Regions from separate parts of the Mus musculus genome. Here region 2 is linked to region 1. The links are chromatin contacts, called in public promoter capture Hi-C maps. All regions are on one chromosome and are shown on one strand. Each heading gives the region's core, a stretch centred on a gene start, on an enhancer-like site or on the middle of the called end of the contact. The rest is flanking DNA. Distances are from core to core; before and after follow the strand shown.

Region 1 (6,572 bases), core at 1,210-3,709:
TGGGAAGAGAAAAATAGAGGTCTGACCTAACCAGGAAAAGGGCAAAGCTTGGTCCATCATATGGATTCCAGAGATTCCTGTGTGCACTGAGGCCACAGGTGAAGGAACCCCTGAAGGGAGACCCTCACTCCAGTCTCAGGAATCGAGAGCCCAGAAAGTCACAACAGTCAAGCTTGCTGCAAACACACGAGGTTTTAATGGCACACAAACCAGCATGCTGAGGTCGAGACCCATACACCACGCAGGGGTAGAGGAGTCCGACCACGACCCTATTTTCCAGCAGGCTTTATAAGGGGAATTAGGCCATCTGGCCAGGGGCTGGGGCCCATGTTCTCAGGGCAGTCATTATTATTTTTTTATTCTTCACAGGTAAGGTGGCTGGCCCTGGATCCAGCATGGTGTAGTTGGGAGCTAAAACAGAGACTTCAGGGAAGAGAGAGAGAGAGCAAAGAATGCAGGCAGCGCTATGAAACACTACGTTCATCTGTTCATCTGCGAGTTGAGAATCAGAACTGAACTAATTTCCCAGCTTTCCAAAGCAATAACCTATAATAATAGGAGACAATAATGGAGCTGCCAGAGGCCCTGAAGATCATTTGTTTCAGACTGAATTGAACACTGGGAATCCAAATAGAAGAGCATAATACTTTTACTTTGGGGTCTGGCACTACTGCAGTGCTGATCACTAGCTAACACACAACTGTGTGTCTTTCTGCAGGTGCCCTGGGAGGGGCCATGGTGCCAAGACAGTTGTTGGGGAAACTGAAGCAGCCATTTCTCTTCCTGAGCAGTGCCTCCCTCCTCCTGGGGCTGGCTTTACTGGTCATACAGTCTGATGTCGCCCCTGTTGCTTACTTCTTCCTCTGCTTGGCTGGCTTTTGCTTTGTTGCTTGCCTCCTGGCCTGTGTTATGGAACGATGCTCCCGATCGATGCCAAGCTCCAGGCAGACTGAGAATCCAGAGGCCTCAGGCCAAGCGCAGTGAGTCGATGGGAGATGGGCAGGATGACGGGAAGACACGCAAGGCCCTCGTTCCCTCTGTGCCCATCCTTTCTTAAGCATAGACTCTGCTTTCCTCTGTCACTGGTATCATTAAGAGCAATGGTCAGCAGACAATAGAGAGGTCTTTTGCAAGAATGGTGGAACAGAAAAAGGGGGTCTTCTTTCAGGTACCCACTAACGACCATATTTCTTCTCCCACAGAGACAATGGAGCTTTTGAGGTGCCAACCTATGAACAGGCTGTAGAGGTGATGGATTCACAACCACAGAGCCACCTCCAAGAGCTGGAGCAACCACCCCCTTACAGCAGTATCATAATATCCCCAGGAGTTGAGGGGGCACAGCCTAGCCAACCAGACAGTCCCAGCACAGGCAGTCTGAAAAGGCGAGTGGGCTCAGAGGGGACAATGACTGCCAGAGGAAACCCTGGAAGAATTCTTCGACTTAGGGGTCCACGAGTTGTGGCCACTGCTCCTGATCTGCAAAGCATGAGAGTGGCCCCCAAACTGGAGCCTAGTACTCCACCTCCTGCCTATGAAATCAGTTTTGCTCATGCTGATGATGACAGTGTTTTCTATGAAGATAAATGGATACTTCCCTAAGTGGTGCCCTCAGAACCTGTGCACTCATTTGCCCAGCATTTCCTAGTGTCTATTGGATCAGAAACTGGTTTTACCCGGACATCACAATCGAGGCCTTCAAAGCAGCGGGGAGTCGGGCTGTGGCATGTCGTTCACAGATAAATGGCACACCTAGATTCTTCTGGAAACATTCTGGAACCTATCTGATGACCAGTATTTCCAGAGTAAGGTGGAAGATGAGAAAGAGATAAGTTACCAAGAGAAGCTGGAGGGATACCTCTGAGTGACTGCTGTGTTTCTTCTATTGTAGACACCAAGTCTCCCTGAGATTCCTGATGGGGTATTACCTACCAAGATAATGAGAGCTTCTAAGGTTGAGGGGAGCTGAATAGTTTGCACAAGAACGGGATGCTAGTAAAAACATAAAAATAACTCGAATCAAATTCCAATTCCAGTGCCTCCTGTTTTCAATACCAAGCAGGCAATCCGCATTACTTTATAGCCTTGTCAACTGGTAGATAAGAGAATGAGAGGACACTTGTGTAGGAAAAGCGCGACCACGAGCTGCCCCAGCCTGGGAGAAGAGCGCCTCCTAGTGCTTTCCGTCTTCCCTGCATCCTGGCCCTGGAAGTTCAAGGCGAACAAGGATAACAAGGGAAGCCCAGCCCCTTTGGTCTCTTGTAGTTACTTCAGGAGGGGTCGGAGGAACCAGGGGAGGGGGCTGCGGTTTCCGCGGGAATCGATAGCCAATCAGGTCCCCGAGTAGGAGAACCCTCGCTCTTTTCCCGCCCCTTCCCGTTCCTTCTAGCGCCTCCTCTCTTCCCATTGGGCTGTGCGAGCCTCAGCGAGCAGTGTGCGCTTGCGCATGTCCCGGCGTGGGTGGGGCTTGCTGGCGTCGGGCGGAGCCGTGCGCAAGCGCGGCGCGGTGGGAGGCTGGGGGAGGGATGCGGGGGCTGGCGCGGCCCAGCGTTTGTTTGTTTTGTGGGTGGTGCGTGTGCAGCCCGGGAAAAGCTGGAAATGGCGGCGCCGAGCGGGAGGTCGCAGTCCTCCCTGCACAGGAAGGGGCTGATGGCGGCTGACAGGAGGAGCAGGTGAGGAGGGCAGAGGAGGGGAGGCGGCCAGGCGAGCGGCGCGGCTTCTTGGCCTGGTGCCGCGTGTACAGGGGCTGCAGCAGCCTCCCTTTGTCCAGCGCAGAGGAGTCTATGAGAGCGATCTTGTCCGTCCCGCGCTACTTCTCGCCTGCGGCATCTCACCTTTTCCAGAGATGCTCCGGCTTTTCCTTCCAGTTCTTAGCTGAGGACTTAAACTCATTTCTCTTTAAAAACCAGAGACTTCGCAGCTCGGCCTTGGGCGCATTTGACTTGGATTGACTATCTCGTGCCCTGCACTGCTTTCTCATATAATAGATGTTTGTCAGAGAGTTCCACACAGGTTTGGGGGATTTGAATCCTTTGAGAGGATTAGATGGTTCCCGTTTCTCCGCCTCCTCCGTCAGTTTCGATGAAAACATTGCACAGGACGACACAATTTTATTGTTTCCTGTCCAGACCTCTAACATTAATATAGAAACGGGAACTCTTACAGGACACGGAATCAAAGCGTTAGAAACCTCTCGGTGTTCTTTTTCTCCATTCCACTTTTCATGGGTGCCCTAAAATTCCAGGTGACTGGAAACTTCGGGAAAGTTCATATTTTAAGCCTGGTAGTTTGAGATAAAAGGAAGTGGCAGGTGTGCGGAGTAGGTGGAGCCTCAGATAAAACACGGTGACGACTGCTTCGTTAAAAATTCAAGCCTGGGACATAAGAGGATTTAGAACTGGAGTCAGTAAATTGTACCTGAGGATGCAATTGTCTAGAGAAAAGCCCCCTCCCCTTTATTTTTTTGCAAGGGTGTCCTAGTGCAGGGCCAGCATTTAAAGGCTACAAGGCTGTAATCCTGGCATCCTGATGCCTGAGGCAAGAGAATCAGAAACTGAAAATGAGTTTGGTCTCCTGGTCTAGTCCTGTCAAAGAGAATGAGGTGTTGGGGGAGAGGTCAGGTGCCCTCTACAGGAAACCGGAACATGGCTAGCCAACTGAAACTGGAGAGAGCAGTAGAGTGGAAGTCGAGGAAATGAAGCCGCTTAAGAAATGGATCTTCCTAATGACCTAAGAACTCTGCTCTACCATTCATTATATACCTAATGATAAACCCAGCTAACAGCTGCTGTATTCATTTTAATTTAACCAAGGTCCTGTATTTATCCCCATTACTGTGTTGTCTTGTAAGGTGATTCTTAACTGAGGTTTTAAATTCATGTAGAGCATGAATTTTAAAACCTCAGTTAAAATTCTAGTGAATTTTGAAATAGCAGGTACATTCTGAATATTTACTCTGCGTCAATACCTCTTGCTAATGCAGTTTCTCAGGACCCTATTTTTCCATCTAACTGTGGCCTGAAAGGACTTAAAGGAGCCTTTATACAAGGGGCATTCGACCAGTGCGTGGTATTTCAGTGATTGAAGGTGCTTACTTGTGCTCCTATATTTTACCTGCATTGAAATCGGGATTCATCTAAAAATCTCTGATGTATAAAGTCAACTGTTACACTGTCACTCCATTGTCATCAGACTTAAGCATTTTTTCATACTAAATAAGATCAGGGAGATTCATTGGACACATAAAGGATGTATATTGGAAATGGTATTCACCATTCTTGAGCATAAGCAGGTCTCTTTACAAATTTGAGAGGAAAAACTATGGAATCTTTTAAATACATTTATTGCTGGGAACTAAATTACCAAGATAATTTAACCATTGCTTACACTGTCCTTGTGATTACAATTTATACCGTGTTCACCATTAGTATCTACCTTCTGTGGCTTTCACTCAGTTTCACTTACCCATACCTTGTAGGATTTTTGATCACTTTTTAGTATTAGTTTATCATGGAAATGTAAGATATTTTTGATATTTATGTGAGCCATCTAGAGCAAGTGTGTGTGTCTTAGAGATATGGGTGTTAGCTTTAGGTTTTTATTACTTTATTCCTGTCCTAAGATCATTTTCAACTTAGGTTCGATTTCTAAGATAAAAAGTATGTCATGTTTTCTGAACACTAAAGCTTGTCTGTCAGAGAAGTGTTTCTTCTCTTGGATGTGTTTGTGCTTCTTTATATTAATTTGACCAAGTTGGCTCTTTGCTCTCCTAATCAGATCATTATCTCAGATAGTCTGATGCAAACATTCTCTAGAGAATTATACCTTATGTCCTTAGGGTCAGCATATTACTGCATAGTACATTCTGATGTAAAGAGATTTAACAAAATGTGCCTTGTGTGTGCTTTTTATCCACTTCTCTTCTGTGTTCAGGCTTACGCTTGAAAGTCCCTGTGTCTGCCTTCTTTCTGTAGGATTTTGGCAGTGTGTGGAATGCATCCTGACCACCAGGAAACACTGAAAAAGAATCGAGTGGTGCTGGCCAAGCAGCTGCTGCTGAGCGAGCTGTTAGAACACCTCCTAGAGAAGGACATTATCACTTTGGAAATGAGGGAGCTCATCCAGGTATCTGGGTGGGGAAGGCTCCAGGAAGATAAACTGGTCTGAGGCAGGCTTGGAGAAGGGTGTGCTGAGGAAGAGGAATGCCCTTGTCCGGCTTGAGAGTTTGATAGAAAACCTTGTCTGTGCATTCTCACTCTGTAAAGAGGAATTGCAAAGATGAATGAGCACGCTACTCTAGGAACCTCACGTGGAAAAATAGCATTACAGCTAGATAAATATAATTTAGTATTGTTTTCCTGTTCCTTAGGCCAAAGGGGGCAGTTTCAGCCAGAATGTGGAACTCCTCAACCTGCTGCCAAAGAGAGGACCCCAGGCTTTTGATGCCTTCTGTGAAGCCCTGCGGGAGACCAGGCAGGGTCACTTGGAAGACTTACTGCTCACAACCCTCTCAGATATTCAGCACGTACTCCCACCGGTATGAAGCCCTAGGACTGTAGCCTGGGGTGGGTTAGTTTGTCCAGAAAATATATAGAGCAAGGGGTGTGGGAAAGAGAAACTTGATTTTAGTTAAGACAGAACCATCTCTCTGAGGTCATGGTGAGTCTTTTGATTTCTTTCAGTTGAGCTGTGACTATGACACAAGTCTCCCTTTCTCGGTGTGTGAGTCCTGCCCTCCTCACAAGCAGCTCCGCCTATCCACAGGTGAGAATGAAAAGGACAAAAGGAACCTCCCACGTTGACTTAACCTGCTTTTCCACTAGTATCTGACTTTTCCCTAAAAGTGAGACGAATTTCACGACAGGAACAGGGCCTTATGAATTTTGACAGGCAAGCAAGATTGGTTTGGTTAGAGGGATATAAATTGGATCCATTCCCTTCCATCATATGTAGTATTCTTCAAAATAATTGGCTTTTTTTGTGTACCTTATGGAGATGGAAAATGCAATTTACTGTGTATGATTTGAGTTGCCTTCTCTGTAAAGCCAAACAAGAAAAGCAGGGATGTAGATTCAGGGCTCCCTGTCTGCAGTGAGGTGACTAGAACCAGGCTTGTCTCAGAAGCACTTTCTACCACTCAGCAAGTTGAGTATCTACTGTTTGAAGCCATGGGGGGGGGGGGGGGCGGGGGCTAGTGATGAACAGAAGCCAACAGGGTCTGTGCAAGCGTTGAGCTTACATGTTAGAGGAAATAAACGTTAAAGCCTACATTTAAAGTGTGCCCTACAGTTAAAATGACTAATTAATGAAGTTACAGGAGCAGTGCTGAAATGTGTACTAACTTTTGGCATTCTCCCACAGATGCTACGGAACACTCCTTAGATAATGGTGATGGTCCTCCCTGTCTTCTGGTGAAGCCATGCACTCCTGAGTTTTACCAGGCACACTACCAGCTGGTGAGTTTACATAATTTCAAGAAGAGAGGAGGGGACTGAGAGGCTTTCCTGGTCTTCTGAGTGTTTTGCTGCTTTTGCCCTTGTGAGAATGTCATCGATGACTGATGCCTTCTGTGG
Region 2 (6,572 bases), core at 2,955-5,454, 380 kb after region 1:
GAGTTAAAGCCAGCTTAGAGCAAATCACGTCCAACTCTATGTGCCTATTCACAACCCTCTCTGTAAGGAAAAAACCTCAGGCACATTCCCTGGGGCTGAGGGTTGCGGGGAACTACTAACTGCTCACTAGCTTTCCCTTTCTTTTTTCTCTTTCTTTCTTTCTTTCTTCCTTCTTTTCTTTCTTTCATTCTTTCTTTCTTTCTTTCTTTCTTTCTTTCTTTCTTTCTTACTTTGTTTCTTTCTTTCTTTCTTTCTTTCTTTCTTTCTCTCTCTCTCTCTCTCTCTCTCTCTCTCTCTCCCTCCATCCCTCCTTCCTCTCTCTCTCTTTCTTTCTTTCTTTCTTTCTTTCTTTCTTTCTTCCTTCCTTCCTTCCTTCCTTTCTTTCTTTCTTTTTTTTTTTTTTGTAGCACGATTTTAAGTTCTTCAGAGATGATGACCATTCATAAATATCCTCAGACCCCCTTTGGTCCTTAAACTTGGATTGCTTGATTAAGTTTTGATCACTAAAATGTCAAAGGAGATTCATTTGATGATCAGATTACAAGAAAATAGATTATTTTCTAGTTTTTTTTTTTTTAAAGATAGACTCAACTAATGTGTCTGCTCTAGCAATCATTGACTGGGTGTAATTATAGAGCCTGGAGCAGGGCTAGCCATCTTGTAACAATGGGTAAAATTAACAATTCTCAGTGGAAATAGGAACATCATGGAGACACTGCCAATATCCTGGACTGGGTACCTGGGTGTCATGCTTCATGCGAAACAGAAAGTCAGAAACTGTTAATCCACTGTGGGAAACTCTTAGGGAAAAAGTACAATTGGTCTTTGTGCTCACTCCTGGCAGGGCCACCTTCACTCACCCATCTCCAACAACTCTGGCTTCCTCCATGTTTCTGGAATCTGCAAAGCGGGCTTCTGTTTTTTAAGGTTTTTGTTCTGCTCCTCTGAGTTGTTAGCACAGCCCATCCCCGTGTCTTTTCAAATGCTACTTTCCAAGCTGTTCATTTGCACTCATGGCCATTGTCTATATTCTGCCATCTTCTGGGTTGCATTTGCTACAACTTAATTTCTATGCCTTCCATGAAGGGGTTAAGCAGCAGCTACTCTCCCCCTTGACCTGATAACTCACATCTTTCCTCTCTCTCCTCTTGTGGCTCTTATCAACATCTGACGGTGTTATCTATCAATTTGCTTAACCAGCTGATTTCCCCACTAATACGTAGGCTTCATGGTAGCACACATCATTTTCATTTCTTCTATATTCCCAGTGCCCAGCATGGGGCTGGGCCCAATTGCAAATGTTCACATAGATACACCAGTGTTTTCTGATTTATTTAGGGCACTGATAAGCCCTGTAAGTTTCAGGTATGTGGAAACAAAATGGCAGACAGATGGAGGTTTTCTCTTAAGTGGATGACTGCTTTTTCAAGGCAGGGAGTGACCAGGAGAACAAGATTTTCTTGGGCCTTGATGTACTTTAGTGACCATTTTAGTGATCATGTTTTTGCTTTGCAGTGGTTAGAAGACGGTTAAAACGATCATTTACATTGAAATTGAAACTAAGTGAAGACAGGATATCAGCACTCTTTAAAAAGAGTTAGAATCTATAAATGGTTAGAATGGAACACTCACCTGATATACAGTGGGATCTTGGGTATCTTCTTAGAGACTTTGAACCGGTTTATATCTCCATAGACATCTGTGAAGTAGACTCCAGCCACACTTGTCACCTTGTTCCCAGGGAAACTGAATAGCACCTTGTCACTGCCATGCTGACTGGCCCAATTCCAGGCCTGACCTCCAATGAGCAAGCCTCCACCACGCTTCACAAACTGGACCAGCTTCTTGGTCAAGGTGTCGTTGTAGGCATCAATGCAATAAACTCCCAGAGCCTCTCCAGGCTCAGGCTGAACCAAGGCATTTATCCCAGAGCCACGTAGGATGTTAACTAGTGATGCTAAGGAAGAATGCACTTCAATGGGAGTCCCTGGGGAGGGGCAGAGCCAGCTCACTGCATTGAGAAGAAAAGGAGCCAAGCCAGCATGCATCAGGTAGCTCTCATGGGATACGACCACCAGGCGGCCTTGGCCATAGAAAGAAACAGCAATGAGCACCTGGCCCTTGTCATTCACCATCACTGGGAAGGCTGCCTCCCCAATAAGAAGGAGTTCACTGGGAGTGAATTCTTTAGGGAGATCCCAGCTGGTCACTCCATTCATGAGGGCCTCAAAAGCAGCATCGGGAGTTGTTGCCATGGTTCTGCCCGTTGCTACAAAGGAAGCAGAGACTCAGGTTGGTCAAACCAGAATGAGGAAGCAGTAAGGAAGGCAATTAACTAAATGTTTTTGGTCCAGAAGATAGATTAGTTTCTCCTTTTGAGGATGAAGTGAAGCGCAAACAGACAAGGATTCCACTTTTATGACTCAAAACTATAAGAAGAGTAAAGACAATTAAATAAGTAGGCTTATAAATAAATAAATAAATAAATAAATAAATAAATACAACTGCAGCAATCCCCAGTTGCTATCTATTGATGAACTATGGACAGGAAGACTGCTTTAGAATGCATGACAGGAAAGACCTGGTAGGAATAGGAACAGAAAGCTGAAACCTGAAATGGTGTGGGAGGATCAGTTTGGTAAGAGGTACACCAGGGCAGCAGCAGAGTGAACGGCAGAGAGGAACAAGTCCTGGGGTAGATAAGGAGGTGCAGCTTCCCATAGGATCTGATGAATCAAATGCAGGGACTGACTTGGTGTTTGTTTTATTCTTTCAGACAAAAGGGCCACAATGACCTGTTATAAACTGCGTTAGTTGGGATCGCATGACCTTTCAGAAAGTGCATCATTTCTGACAGCTTTGCTTACCTTGTTGGAAACAGCTTCCAAATGATCAAAGCTGCCTTAGTGGAAACCCCCCATGCCACCCATTTTGACTGCCTGGGAAAGTTCTTTTCAAATTTTTTGGAAGCTGGGTATGCTGAGAGCTGAGCTTACCCTAGTAGCCACTTCAGACTCTCTCTCTAGACCAATCACAGAGGTCCGAGGACCATTGTTTTACAGATTAGACTATAAGTGCTATAGGTACAGTGCGCAATGTGAGTGCCTCTCTCTTTCTTCCCTGTCTCCTTTCCTTGAGTGCGGAGTGTGGCTGGTGATCCACAAGACTTCGCTATTCCCACATCTGAGTAGCTCACCGTAGGGGACCTCCTCCACCTTCGCTCACATGATTGACAGGGCACCCTTTCAATGGCTGTGAGCTGACATCCTAAGAAAATTTTCAGGTACTGGGGGGAGCCATGGGTACTTGCCCAGGGCCTCTCTGAGGTGCGTCCTAGGAGGGTCCCTGGAAGAGTTGAGCTATGTAGCAGACAGATCTAGACAGCTGACACTCCCCCTTGTTGAGTTCTCTCCTTCCATTTTTTTGTTTCTCCCCATGTTCTTCACTTGGGATTTCAGGTAGACTCCCTTGTTCCTCCTGTCTCCTTTGTTCATCCTGTTCATACAAAATGTTAAACAACTCATGTTGCCCATCTCCTTTCATCTATCCGCGTAGTCCAGTCCATTTAGCTCATGGCCATGACCTGGCCTGAATCTGAGGAATGCATCTCCACCTTCCATATCCTTGACTAAGAACTGTATAGAAGAACCCTGTCACTTTTCAGCCACTCCTCTGTGAGGTAAAATGTTCACTGGTGTTGGCATGTCTCTATGTGCCTCACCCCCCCCACTTCATAGCACTGTTCCAGGAAAGTGAACTGTGGGAAATCTGCTTAGGGGTGGAAAAGACAGCAGGTAGATCAGGAATTCCAAGTTCAACGTCTCATGAAGTTTGTTTGAAAAGAAAGTCCTCTGATTTTTCCCAAGTTTGGCAGGAAGAGCAACAAACAAAAACAGTCCCAGCACTCTGAAACTAAATGTGCTTACACGCGCGAGCACACACCTTTTTCAAATTCGTGACTCAAGTTCAGAGAGCAAAGATAAAGGAGTTCTGAGTTAACTAGAAAACTGTTCCAGGCCAATAAAACTAAAAGAAAAACATACCTGTGAGCAGATACACTGTTGGGAACGGCGTCCAGTAGCCTTCTGGCACTTTAAGGATTTCCTCCCAGCGTCGTCTTAGTGCTCGGACACTCAGCCCCACACCGGAACAAACCAGGACAGAAAATTCAGACCACAGAGGTTGCTGCCGGCTGACTGTCGCTGCAGAGGAATGGACTGCAGTATGAATAAGGGTCTTCCATGGGCGGGGCCTCTAGAGGCGGGGCTGCGGAAGGCGGGGCTATAGGAAAGCCCGCTGCCCAAATGAAAGACTTTCTTGAGGGCCGATTTGAGTCTCGAGGGCGGAGCTTCCCAGGGGCGGATCTTTTCCAGGGCGTGGCTATCCCGGGGCAGGGTTAGTTATAGGCGAGGCTGTCCTATTGGATGAGCTACCCAGGGAACTGGTTAGTTGTGGGGCTGTTCCGGATGGGAAGCCCTCTATGAAGCTGGACTATTCCAGTATCTGAGAAGTCCGGATGTACGAGCATCCCCTAACAGTTGCTCTGCCAGACCGGGAATCTGACTCCAACTGGCTTGGTGCTACACCAGTGCCTAATTGCTCTGTTAATATCTCCAAGCTTGGGCTTCAGGGCCTGCCGCCTAGTGGCCATCACTGGCAGTACAGCTGTGGGAATCTGGGGCCAGGAAATCTGGTCCAGGATATTTTCACTGGGCAGAAAACATGACTGTACCATGCAGTTTTTGTTTGTTTGTTTGTTTTTGTTTTTTTTAATCACAATTGCTCTGTAGTACAGCTTGAGGTCAGGCCAGGTGATTCCCCCAGAACTTCTTTTATTGTTGAGAATAGTTTTTGCTATTTTAGGTTTTCTGCTATTCCAGATGAATTTGCAAATTGCCCTTTCTAACTCAGTGAAGAATTGAGTTGGAATTTTGATGGGGATTGCATTGAATCTGTAGATTGCTTTCGGCAGGATAGCCATTTTTACTATATTAATCCCGCCAATCCATGAGCATGGGAGATCTTTCCATCTTCTGAAATCTTCTTCAATTTCTTTCTTCAGAGACTTGAAGTTCTTGTCATACAGATCTTTCACTTAGTTAGAGTCACACCAAGGTATTTTATATTATTTGTGACTATTGTGAAGGGTGTTGTTTCCCTAATTTCTTTCTCATCCTGTTTATCTTTTGTGTAGAGAAAGGACACTGATTTGTTTGAGTTAATTTTATATTCAGCTACTGCGCTGAAGGTGTTTATCAGGTTTAGGAGTTCTCTGGTGGAATTTTTAGGGTCACTTATATATACTATCATATCATCTGCAAATAGTGAAATTTTGACTTCTTTTTTTCCAATTTGTATCCCCTTGATCTCCTTTTGTTGTCGAATTGCTCTGGCTAGGACTTCAAGTACTAGATTGATAGGTAGGGAGAAAGTGAGCAGCCTTGTCTAGACCCTGATTTTAGTGGAATTGCTTCCAGCTTCTCTCCATTTACTTTGATGTTGGCTACTGGTTTGCTGTGGATTGCTTTTATTATGTTTAGGCATGGGACTTGAATTCCTGAACTTTCCATGGCTTTTATCATGAAGGGGTGTTGGATTTTGTCAAATGCTTTCTCAGCATCCAACAAGATGATCATGTGATTTTTGTCTTTGAGTTTCTTTATATAGTGGATTACATTGATGGAGTTCTGTATATTAAACCATCCCTGCATCCCTGGGATGAAGCGTAATTGGTCATGATGGAAGGACAGGTAGAGTAGTGGAATAGTATTGAAGACCCAGAAATGAACCCACAAACCTATGGCCTCCTGATATTTGACAAGGGAGCTAAAACCATCCGTAGGAAAAAAAAGACAGCATTTTCAACAAATGGTGCTGGAACAATTGGCGGTTATCATGTAGAAGAATGCGAATTGATACATTCTTATCTCCTTGTACAAAGCTCAAGTCTAAGTGGATCAAAGAACTCCACATAAAACCAGAGACACTGAAATTTATAGAGAAGAAAGTGGGGAAAAGCTTCGAACATATGGATACAGGGGAAAAATTCCTAAACAGAACAGCAATGGCCTGTACTGTAAGATCAAGAATCGACAAATGGGACCTCATAAAATTGCAAAGATTCTGTAGGGCAAAAGATACTGTAAATAATACAAAAAGGCCACAAACAGATTGGGAAAGAATTTTTACTAATCCTAAATCTGATAGGGGACTAATATCCAATATATACAAAGAGCTCAAGAAGCTGAACTCCAGAAATCTAAATAACCCCATTAAAAATGGGTACAGAGCGAAACAAAGAATTCTCAACTGATGAATACCGAATGGCAGAGAAGCACCTGAAAAAATGTTCAACATCCTTAATCATCAGGGAAATGCAAATCAAAACAACCCTGAGATTCCACCTCACACCAGTCAGAATGGCTAGGATCAAAAATTCAGGTGACAGCAGATGCTGGCGTGGATGTGGAGAAAGACGAACACTCCTCCATTGCTGGTGGGATTGCAGGCTTGTACAACCACTCTGGAAATCAGTCTGGCCGTTCCTCAGAAAACTGGACATAGTACTACCG

The links. Capture Hi-C pulls out chosen DNA fragments and counts their contacts.
Region 2: a promoter capture Hi-C map of adipose tissue shows a contact between it and region 1. The contact joins the promoter of Tcaf2 here to the promoter of Casp2 in region 1. A contact is called at or near these places in 4 of 39 promoter capture datasets (the 3T3-L1 cell line, cranial neural crest, liver and 1 more), 2 of 484 Hi-C or Micro-C datasets (both in uterus), 2 of 115 datasets of contacts at active chromatin or transcription factors (astrocytes and fibro-adipogenic progenitors) and 2 of 9 other capture datasets (adipose tissue and liver).

What each region holds. Positions count from the first base shown.
Region 1 is chr6:42,262,526-42,269,097 of GRCm38.p6, forward strand. Casp2 (caspase 2) reads left to right here and starts at 2,460. Exons shown (of 11, transcript NM_007610.2): 1 at 2,460-2,672; 2 at 4,974-5,124; 3 at 5,369-5,536; 4 at 5,682-5,763; 5 at 6,361-6,455. The coding sequence starts at 2,599. It overlaps Tmem139 (transmembrane protein 139), which reads left to right. Exons shown (of 3, transcript NM_175408.4): 2 at 719-980; 3 at 1,203-2,030. The coding sequence starts at 736. The coding sequence ends at 1,602.
Region 2 is chr6:42,640,837-42,647,408 of GRCm38.p6, forward strand. It overlaps Tcaf2 (TRPM8 channel-associated factor 2), which reads right to left and starts at 4,205. Exons shown (of 8, transcript NM_146174.1): 1 at 4,044-4,205; 2 at 1,633-2,269. The coding sequence starts at 2,255.